Linked DNA regions of Mus musculus: regions 1 and 2 are each linked to region 3. Evidence: chromatin contacts called from public HiChIP or PLAC-seq and promoter capture Hi-C data. All regions are on one chromosome and are shown on one strand. The core of a region is the stretch at or near the end of the contact, and the rest is flanking DNA. Distances in the headings are between cores, read along the strand shown. Region 1 holds the start of Ythdf1 (YTH N6-methyladenosine RNA binding protein 1). Region 2 holds the start of Kcnq2 (potassium voltage-gated channel, subfamily Q, member 2). Region 3 holds the start of Tcfl5 (transcription factor-like 5 (basic helix-loop-helix)).

Evidence for each region. Promoter capture Hi-C pulls out the DNA fragments that hold promoters and counts their contacts. HiChIP or PLAC-seq counts read pairs in DNA pulled down with a chosen protein or histone mark.
Region 1: an H3K27ac HiChIP or PLAC-seq map of embryonic stem cells shows a contact between it and region 3, with 3 times the contacts expected there. The contact joins the promoter of Ythdf1 here to the promoter of Tcfl5 in region 3. A contact is called at or near these places in 2 of 39 promoter capture datasets (liver and stem cell-derived epiblast-like cells), 1 of 484 Hi-C or Micro-C datasets (the N1E-115 cell line) and 2 of 115 datasets of contacts at active chromatin or transcription factors (both in embryonic stem cells).
Region 2: a contact with region 3 is called in a promoter capture Hi-C map of liver, with 4 times the contacts expected there. The contact joins the promoter of Kcnq2 here to the promoter of Tcfl5 in region 3. A contact is called at or near these places in 8 of 39 promoter capture datasets (the 3T3-L1 cell line, the C10 cell line, embryonic stem cells and 4 more), 1 of 484 Hi-C or Micro-C datasets (embryonic stem cells) and 2 of 9 other capture datasets (embryonic stem cells and pancreatic islet).

What each region holds. Positions count from the first base shown.
Region 1 is chr2:180,919,217-180,922,441 of GRCm38.p6, reverse strand. It overlaps Ythdf1 (YTH N6-methyladenosine RNA binding protein 1), which reads left to right and starts at 1,506. Exons shown (of 5, transcript NM_173761.3): 1 at 1,506-1,758; 2 at 2,106-2,130. The coding sequence starts at 1,732.
Region 2 is chr2:181,133,358-181,136,678 of GRCm38.p6, reverse strand. It overlaps Kcnq2 (potassium voltage-gated channel, subfamily Q, member 2), which reads left to right and starts at 1,390. Exons shown (of 17, transcript NM_010611.3): 1 at 1,390-1,882. The coding sequence starts at 1,587.
Region 3 is chr2:180,641,300-180,644,368 of GRCm38.p6, reverse strand. It overlaps Tcfl5 (transcription factor-like 5 (basic helix-loop-helix)), which reads left to right and starts at 1,678. Exons shown (of 6, transcript NM_001360335.1): 1 at 1,678-2,393. The coding sequence starts at 1,780.

The sequences.
Region 1 (3,225 bases), core at 257-2,756, 280 kb before region 3:
ACGGCTGGCCTTCATAGGGCCAGCTGTTGAGTGAACCAAGCCCAGCACACAGCAAAGGCTTGTTCCAGCCAGGTGTTACTTGAATACAGAGCTTATAGCCTCTGGGCTCCATCCATCAGCTCTTCAACAGAAACTTCAACCCAGCTTCCCTGGAGGACATCTAACATCTACAAAATGGCTGACAGCTGTGCCCTTCAACCCAGTGATCCACCTGCATGTGCCTCGCTCTGGTGTCCTCCTATTGATGATGTGCATCAGAAGCTAGGACATTTACTACAACAAATCCAGGGACCAAACATGCCCCAGAAGGGATGTGTGGATGCATCTGGGGTTTGGTCCCTAGCAATGTTCTTGCAATCACATGATAGGTCACAAATTTGCCTGTTATTCCAGTTCCAGGCTATCAGACACCTTTTCTGACCCTTCACATTCACCAAGTGCACCTATAGTGCACATATATACATGCAAGCAAAACACTCATACAAATAACATTTATTTTAAAGGGGCTGGAGAGATGGCTCAGGGTCAAGGTATAAGAGCATTTACTGCTCTTTTAGAGAATCTAGGTTCAATTCTCAGCATCCACTTTGGGGTCTGAACCATCTATAACTCCAGTTCTGGGGTATCTGACACCCTCCTCTGGCCTCCTTGAGCACCAGGCACACATGCAGTGCATAGACATACATGCAGGCAAAACACTCATACACATAAGATTAAAATTAATAAATCTTTTTAAAATTACATTCAAAAGATTTGTTTTATTTTATGTGTGTGTGTGTGTGCCTGCTTGTCTATATATGCATCACGTGCATTCAATGCCAGAAAAAGAGTTCTGGAACCCCTGAGACTGGAGAATTGTAAGCCATCATGTGGGTGTTGGAACTAGCCCCAGGTCCTTTGTAAGAACAGCAAGTAGTCTTGAGCACTGAGCCATTGCTCTAAACCTCAAATAAAACTTTTTTTAACGACGGGAACAGGGAGGAGGAGTCTGTGTGTGGTAGCAGGTTCACTGAGCAAAGAGCTTGCCTGAAAGTGAATGGCTAAATGGCTAATGGGGTGAGTTCTTTGTTGGAGACTCTTTGACGGATGAACTTTCCCCACGTGGAACCCAAAGGGGGCCGTCTAGCTTTCCTCAAAGTCCTCTTGTTTTTACCCTGGGTGATGGAATCAGGTACAGAATCTAACGCGAATACTGGTTATTCTGGCACACTCCTGTCAGGTTCATATTGTCACGGGGCAGGCTAGGAGGCCAGCCCAGCAGCCACAAAACTCTGGGACAGGTGTAGCTAAACTACAACCTCACACCGTCTCCCCAATAGGCGCCGCCCCAGGAGCCCCACGTGACTCTCGAGTCGCCCCGCCCCATCCGGTCCGGTCCCGCCCCTCCAGCGCGAGACTGAGTCCCAAGCGCGAAATCCTGGGCGAGGAGCGACGGTGCGCAGGCGCAATGGTGGCGACTCGACGGCGCTCCCGGCCTGCCCCGCGCGCTGACGTCGCGTAGCTTCGTCCCAGCCGCCGCGGCCGCCATTGGAGTCGGCGCCCCCTCAGCCTGTCCGCTACCTTCCGCTGCTTCCCGCTGTTCCGGCCCGCGTGCCTACAGCTGCCGCCGCGCCCGGCCGCACCCGCGGAGTTGGCGGCGGGGCACGGGGCCGCGCGCGGCGTGACAGGCCCGGCCTCGTGGGAGGCCCGAGCCGGCGGCGCCCGGGTCCCGCGCCGCGCTGTTCATGAAGCATGTCGGCCACCAGCGTGGACCCCCAGGTAGGGGCGTCTCGGGACCACGGTCACGAGAGCAGGCCGTGGACAGGGCAAGACAGGTTGCGGTCTGGGCCGCGCCGGGGACCTGGAGGCTGAGCTGGGGTTAGGGTGCGGGGTCCGGACTGGGAACAGGGAGGCCGGGTCGAAGATCTGAATACCAGGCCGGGCCACGGTTCTGGGGTCCAATGGCGGGGTCGCTGGGCTTGGCTGTGATCAAAGTGTGGGAGATCTGGAGGCCCGGTCGGGGTCGGGTCGCCCTCCGGGTAGCGTTCTTTTCGGATAGTAACTTTGTGTTTCCTTTCCCGGGCTGGGTGGTGTCCACCCGCATATCCTGGCCTGCGGCGATGCAGAGAACAAAAGGACAAGATAATAAAGGTGAGGAGAGTTCCGGGAAGTTGTCCGGACTTGAGAGGAGAACGGGGCAGCGCCAGTCCGTGTGGACAGAGAAAGTCCACCAAGCCAGCCTGGGATCTGAAACTTAGTTTCCTCCCGTAAGCTTGGAGGAGATGAAAGTTTCTATTTCCGGGGTACTTGACAGATTGGAGGGGAACTAGAAAAATAAAGGCGTACCCGGAGTAGTTCAGATAATATTTTGCAATTTCCCCCTTGACCCTGCCAGAACAGTTACCTGGTGGGGAAAGAAATGGTGATCAGACGGCCTCGCAGAGGTCTGAGTGACTGACTGGTCCTCTGTTGCTAGGTAGTGGATGGCTCTGGAGGAGAGTCAGCCAGCTAGCTGTGGATCCGGAGGCCCTGCCCTCCATCCTTAGCTATAGTCATTGTAAGTTTATTGTTATCTCCTGTGATATTCTGGCTTGTAATAAACTTCCAAAACTCTTATGAGAACTCCAGAGTGACACTAAATCCTGGGAAGACTGTTTTTAACCAGTGCATGTTGTTGTTACTTGGGTGTAACCAAATATGGCTCATCGTGTTTTAAGATTGGAAAAGGCCCAACACTTTATTTACCATTCCTTTCCTTTCCTTTCCTGGCTGTGCACTGTAACAGTGGAAAGTAAGTGGAGAATCAGATGATAGTAAGCTTAGGTTACAGCCCTTTCCAGCTGAGCATCCTGCCCTCAGATCTCTGCATAACTAGGCTCTTAAAGCATGTGTCCGCTATTTGCCTGGAGTAGAGTATTGGATTGGAATAGGGAAACCCTGGGTTCGGTCCCACCTTGGGGCGGGGGGTGGGGAGGGAAATCACAAAACTGGCTCCAAGTCTGGTTGCAACAAAATGACATCTGACCGAATTATGATTATATTTTTACTTTTAAAAAAAAAGGAATTTAAGAAAAGTTGTGCAATGCCATTTAACTAGTCATGTAAACATCAGCTCTCTATAGAGTGTGCCCATTTTGAAAGATCATATCTGCTAAAAACTGATGAAAATAGACTTTACTAAGGTTTTCATGCTTAAAAGTAAATTTTTTTAAAGCTTGAAGGTAATATTTTGCAACTTTTTGTTCT
Region 2 (3,321 bases), core at 141-2,640, 490 kb before region 3:
GGTACAAATAACATAGGTAGAGAGCAGAGCTCTTGGGAATGCAGAGATCTCTACACCAACTTTACTCTCCCATGAACTTTCCCAGTGTTGTGTGTGTGTGTGTCATACTCTACAGTACCAGAAAGTTTGTGGGCTCATAACGACTTCAAGGGTGTGTCCCCATTTTCCCCCCAAAAGAGAAGATGAGTAAGTTTGTATCTGTTGGTGTTATGGAACTCTAGAGAACCTTGACCTTTGCCTTCCTTTCAGTGCCTCCTCTTGGAACACATTTCCTTCCTAGGGAACCAGAACCTTTTATCCCTCAGGGCTCTGACTCACCCCATCCCCAGACAAAATTTCTGTGTGTTCTGGCTGTCCTGGGACTCTCTCTGTAGACTTGGCTGGCCTCAATCTCACAGAGGTCTGCCTGCCTCTGCCTCCCAAGTGCTAGGATTAAAGGTTTGCAGCACCACTGCCCGGTTTGGGCTCTGATTGTCCCAGGAGGGTGGATAGAATGAGCTAGGCTCTTCCCAGTTGCCATCTACGATCTGTAATCACTTATTTAGTTATTTTAAAAATACTATTTTGAGATTTGTTTATTTTTACGTTATGTTTAGTGGGTATGTTTTGCCTGCGTGTATGTATGAGTACCACAAGCTTTCAGTGCTCAAGAAGGCCACAAGAGGTCTTTGCATTCTCTGGTATTGGAGTTAAGTTCCTAATGTCATGTGGGTACTGGGAACCAAACCCAGGTCTTTTCAAAGAACAGTCAGTGCTCTTAACTACTGAGCTATCTCTCCAACCTGACTTATAAAACTTACAGTTCTTTTACAGAGACTTGAATGGAAGATGACCCAGAGGTGATGGTAAAGCCAGCCCGTGCAAGGAGTGGGCAGCACTTCCCTCCCCCCACCCCACCCACAAACACCTTGTACCTAAGGCCTCTTCTGACTGGGTGGGCCAGGCTGGTGCCTCCTCCATAACCATGTACAGTTGGCTCAGTAAGCCTGGAGGTGGGCAAGGATTCTGCTCTAGGCACTGCTCTGGTTACCCTTAGAGAGCCTGTACAAATTTCCCTGCACACCCAGAGGAAGTGCTGGGCCTTCCTCATGTCTGGCCCTCTTGATGCTAAGAGCCAAGATCCTTGTGGGCTGAATCTTTAACACCGAACTTGACAATGGCCAGGATCCTTCCAAAGGTGTCCACTTGCCGACTCCAGGTCAACTCTGGTGCTTTGCCCTCTCAGCGGTGACGGCAGGGCTGGACTCCCCCTCAAGGATTACCGGGCTAGGAGAGCAGGAAGGGTTGTCCTGTGAGGCAGTACACCTGGACCAGCTCTCCCTGCCTGCCACTACAATGGCGTCGTAGGGGTTAAGGCGGGCGGGGCGGGGCGGCGGGAGGAGCCCTCGCGGAAGCCGGCCAGGCACCGAGGCGCGCGCGGAGCCGGGTGGCCGCAGCGTCCCCGCGCGCGGCCGGGCCAGGTAGGAACGCAGAGCCGCAGCCGCCTCGCCATGCGGCTGCCGGACCGGAGGCCTGGGCTGGGGCCCGCGCCACCCCCCGCGCGCCGCCCCCGCTGAGCCCGCGCCCGATAGGGCGCCGCAGGCACCATGGTGCAGAAGTCGCGCAACGGTGGCGTGTACCCCGGCACCAGCGGGGAAAAGAAGCTCAAGGTGGGCTTCGTGGGGCTGGACCCCGGCGCGCCCGACTCCACACGCGACGGCGCGCTACTCATCGCGGGCTCCGAGGCCCCCAAGCGCGGCAGCGTTTTGAGCAAGCCGCGGACGGGCGGCGCGGGAGCCGGGAAGCCCCCGAAGCGCAACGCCTTCTACCGCAAGCTGCAGAATTTCCTCTACAACGTGCTAGAGCGGCCCCGCGGCTGGGCGTTCATCTACCACGCCTACGTGTAAGTGGCCCGCGATGTGGTGAGCGGTGGGCCTGGCGAAACCCTGGCCGGGCCGCGGGTTGATAGCAGGCGCAGCTGCGGTGGACTGAGGGGCCCTGGTGTGCGTGTCCGCGCGCGCGCCTGGTTCGCGTCGTGGGCGTGGGGTTTGGGTCGTGGCATTGCAGTCTCGGGTTAAAGCAAAGGATAGGGATTGGAGAGTGACTTTGGAGATCATTCTGTAGTCAGGGACTGTTTTATTTGGGGAGGGGGAGGGTTACGGCCGCCAGGCTGGGTTGTACCAGCCCTTCCCCCGCAGGACGGGATGTACTGGCGCCCCAGCCCCCCTCAGCCCGAGAGGCCCCTCCCCACGGCCCGCAGCGCGGAACAAAGGGCCGCCTAGGAGGGAGGGCGGCTCAGCTCTAGGTCTGAACTCATTCGCCCCTCTGCATCCCCGTGGGTTCTCTCCGACATCCAAGTAGGGGCAATGCAGAAGATTGGCCTCATCTCAGTCATCCTCCTAACCTCTTGCTACCTCTCTGAGCTTCCGGGTTGCAGAAATGGGGAGGGGACATAACATCCCATCACCTCAGCCCTGGCTGAGGGCAGTTGCCTGTACTCATCTCCGGAGGCCCACTCTCCTGTTCTCTACACTCTAAGTAGTCCCTTTGTACCTGCTGATGATCTCGCTACACATTCTGGGCTTTAGATCCTTGAGAGACTATTATCCCCCAGTACTGCCAGCTTTGGGCCTGGAAGGGGCTGCTCCTGTCCCCAAGTCTGGGACTCCTTCTGGGGCAGAGCCAGAAAGAGTCGAACCTGTTTCACGCATACATGAGTGTGTGTGTGTGTGTGTGTGTGTGTGTGTGTTTATGTTAGTATGCATAACCTCCCAATGCAAGGACGCTGGCTCTCCTATTCCAGTAGAACCAGGGACAGAGGAGGAGCACTAAGACTCGGCCATTTTGTATGAGAAGCATCATTTGGGGATGGGAGTGAGACCCATGTTCAGGAAAAGTCTCTATCGAGGTGCCCACTTGTCCTGGCCTTGGTAGGATATGTGTCCCATGAGTGGGCCTGGGAGTATTCTGCATGTGATATGTGAATAGGTTTGGGGACAAGGAAAGGTCCATAGAAGGAAATTACTGGATGCCTGCAGAATGATGTCCTGGGGGTCATCACAACCTATGAGTAGTGTGTGTGTGTGTATGTGTGTGTTCCAGTGGATAGTCCTGAAATTCTCCAAGGCAAAGGTTTCACCAATAAGGCTGTCCAAGGGAAGCAGCCTGTAGTGTCAGCCCCTACCCCCCTCCAGAAAGATGAATTTGATTCTCCCTTGCCCAGGGTCCTGTGCTTTTCTTTAATCCAAGGAAGAGTCCATGTGTCCCTAATGGTCCTTTTGCTGTAGCCACCACCTCCTTGCCCTCTTGGGGTCCAAACATTTCTACTTTGGCTGGCTGTAG
Region 3 (3,069 bases), core at 429-2,928:
TGAGGTACTCTGTAAGAGCAACAAGTGCTCTCTTAACTGCTGAGCCATCTCTCCAGCTTATTTTCCCATATTTAAATCATGTCTCCGTAATGTGATCTTGTAGGACTTGAACATTTCATCTGCTTATTTCTGGTTTGCCCCTTTTGCCTCTTTACACTGCAACCCCATGTTGCCTCCTTCATTTTCTTGTCAGTGGTAGCTCTAAAACTTTTAGTGAGCATTTTCAATCTATCCAGGTCTTCCTTGGGCTGTAGAGATCCAAATTTATACCTTCCTTGTGTATGATCTCCTTTAGTACAGGTCTACTAGTAATAAGATAGCCATTTGACTTTTCTTCCAATGCTGGAGATCAAACCTGGGACCTCACACATCTATCTCTGAATTCTATCCTAGGCTTATTTACATTTTGTATATTAGGAAAAAGATACCTCCAATATCAGTATCCAGAGGCTGAGTTAAGAGGATCACCCCAAGTTTGAAGCCAGTCTGGCCACAGTGTCAGTCTTGTTTTAAAAATAGCTTTGCAAGGCATAGAATTATGAGGTGATACCATCACCTTAGGTATACAATTATGACACTATCTTTGCAGGCAAGCCTGTGGTGCATCTTCTTGATTGGCAATTGCTGTGGGTGGGCTCACCTCACTGTGGATGGTGCCACTCCTGGGCTGGAGGTACTGCTATAAAAAAGCAGGTTGAGCTGGGCATGGTGGCACATGCCTTTAATCCCAGCACTTGGGAGGCAGAGGAAGGCAGATTTCTGAGTTTGAGGCCAGCCTGGTCTACAAAGTGAGTTCCAGGACAGCCAGGGCTGTACAGAGAAACCCTGTCTCGAAAAACAAAAACAAAACAAAACAAGGCAGGTTGAGCAAGCCATGAGGAACAAAAACAGTAAGAAACACTCCTCCATGGCTTCTCCATCACCAGTACCCGCCTTGCTTAAGTTATTGCCCTGAGTTCCTTCAGTGATTGTTACATTGAAGTGTCAAGAGAAAACCCTTTCTTCCCTAAACTGATTTTGGTCATGTTTTACCACAGCAAAAGAAACCCTAACTCAGACACTGGATATAAAGTTATATGGTGGTGCTATCTTTGCTGGGTATAAAAGAGTTGATGCTTTCTCTGCAGGTAGAAAGATAGCTCAGCATATGTGAGACCCTAGGTCTAATCCCCAGCTTGACTGAAATAGAATGGAAACCTGGAGTGCATATTGCATAAAGCACCCAAAGTGGGTGAACAAGGGCTGGGCTGGGGACAGCTAATAAAAAGCATGGTAGCACTGCAGAGGCATGGCTAGGAAGATGCAAGACTGGGCTAAGTAGGGAATGGGGAGCATCAAGTAGCAAGCTCCTGGCAAGTGGGCAGGGAGCAGCTGACCAGGGAGGGGACCAGCCTAAGGCCAACTTGGGGGCAGTGGGCGTGTCTTTATGAGGGTGTGATTAAACTGGGCGTGGCCACGCGGGGCGTGGCCTGTCCATGGTTTGAACTCAAGGCCACTGGGGGGGGGGGAGGATTCGGGGGCGGGGCAAGCGGGCGGGCAGTTGGCTGGGGGTCGGCGGGTAACGGAGGGGCGTGGCCCAAAAGGGGTGGGGTTACCGTTGTGGGCGGGATTGCGCAGGCGCACTGCTCCTGAGGTGCTCAGCGGTTTCCCTCCCCCAACGGCGCGCCCGCGGTGGCCGGCGCGTCGTCTGCGGAGGCCGCGACCCCGCCTCGCCGCCCGCCCGCGTCTGCGTCGCCGTCCCCGCGCCCGCGCCCCGCCGTTGGGCCGCGCCGCGCCGGCATGTCGGGCCCCGGGCCGCGGGAGCCGCCGCCTGAGGCGGGCGCGACGGGCGGCGAGGCGGGCCCCGAGGGCGCGGGCGGCGGGGACGCGGCGCTGGGAGAGCCGGGGCTGAGCTTCACGACCACCGACCTGAGCCTGGTGGAGATGACGGAAGTGGAGTACACGCAGCTGCAGCACATCCTCTACTCGCACATGGAGGCGGCGGACGGCGAGCTCGAGGCGCGCCTGGGCTCCGCGCTGCTGGCCGGCCCGGGCGCGGGCTCGGGCGCGGCGGGCTCGCTGGCGCCGGCGCCGCCCGTGTACCCAGTGCTGTGCCCGCCGCTGGCGGCCGACGCGCCGTGCCTGGGCCACGTCGACTTCCAGGAGCTGCGTATGATGCTGCTGGGCGAGGCGGGCGCGGCGGAGAAGACGCCCGGCGGTGCGGACGGGACGCGGACGCGGGCGGACGGCGTGGCCAAGGAAGGCGCGGGCGGTGCGGGGCCCGACGGCGCACCGGAGGCCCGGGCCAAGCCGACCGTACGCGTCCGTCTGGAGGACCGCTTCAACAGTATGCCGGCCGAGCCGCCTGCGCCGCGCGGTGCTGAGCCCGCCGAGTCGGGCGTGGCGCTCAACAAGTGCGTGCGGGGCGCAGGCGCGGGGGCGTCGGGGAAGGAGGGGCCTGATTGCAGAGCTGGTGTAGGCTGGTGGGGTCAGTCCTTCTGGGCATCTGCCTCATCTGGGTGGATATCTGAAGGGCTCCAGCAGGGCCACCTGTTGGGTCGGGGAGGATATCTGGACGGGGTCAGCAGGGCTGTTTGCGGTGTCTGCGTGTACACAAGGGCCAGGGCAGGTCTTGTACTTGCGAGGGCCAGTGTAAAGGGGCAGGCAGTCTGGGTACTAGATAGGGGTCTGAGGCCGGTCTGTTCTGAATCACCTGAAGGTGATCTGGAGGGTGTACTCTATACAAGTGCTAGGTGGCAATTCTAAGGAGTACCTTGGGGGTTGTGAACTTTTGGTCTCTCTCTGCGCCCCCAAAAGGAGAGGAAGAGGTCTAGGAACTGTTCTCTTTGCTCCTGTCTCCCTCCTGATTGGCATGGGAAGCTGCTAAGCCTCTGGTGCAGATTTGGGATAGAGGCTTACAGATGTGGACTTGTGGTGGGGAAAGGAGAGAGTTTTAAGATTAAGCTGAAATGTGTGGCGGCTCCTGGCCCACTTAAGTGTCCTCCCAGGTAGCTGTTGAAGACACTGACTCCTATTGAAGACACTGACTCCGCAGTTTTCCACTCTGGCTGTCCTGGTCTTTGACCATCC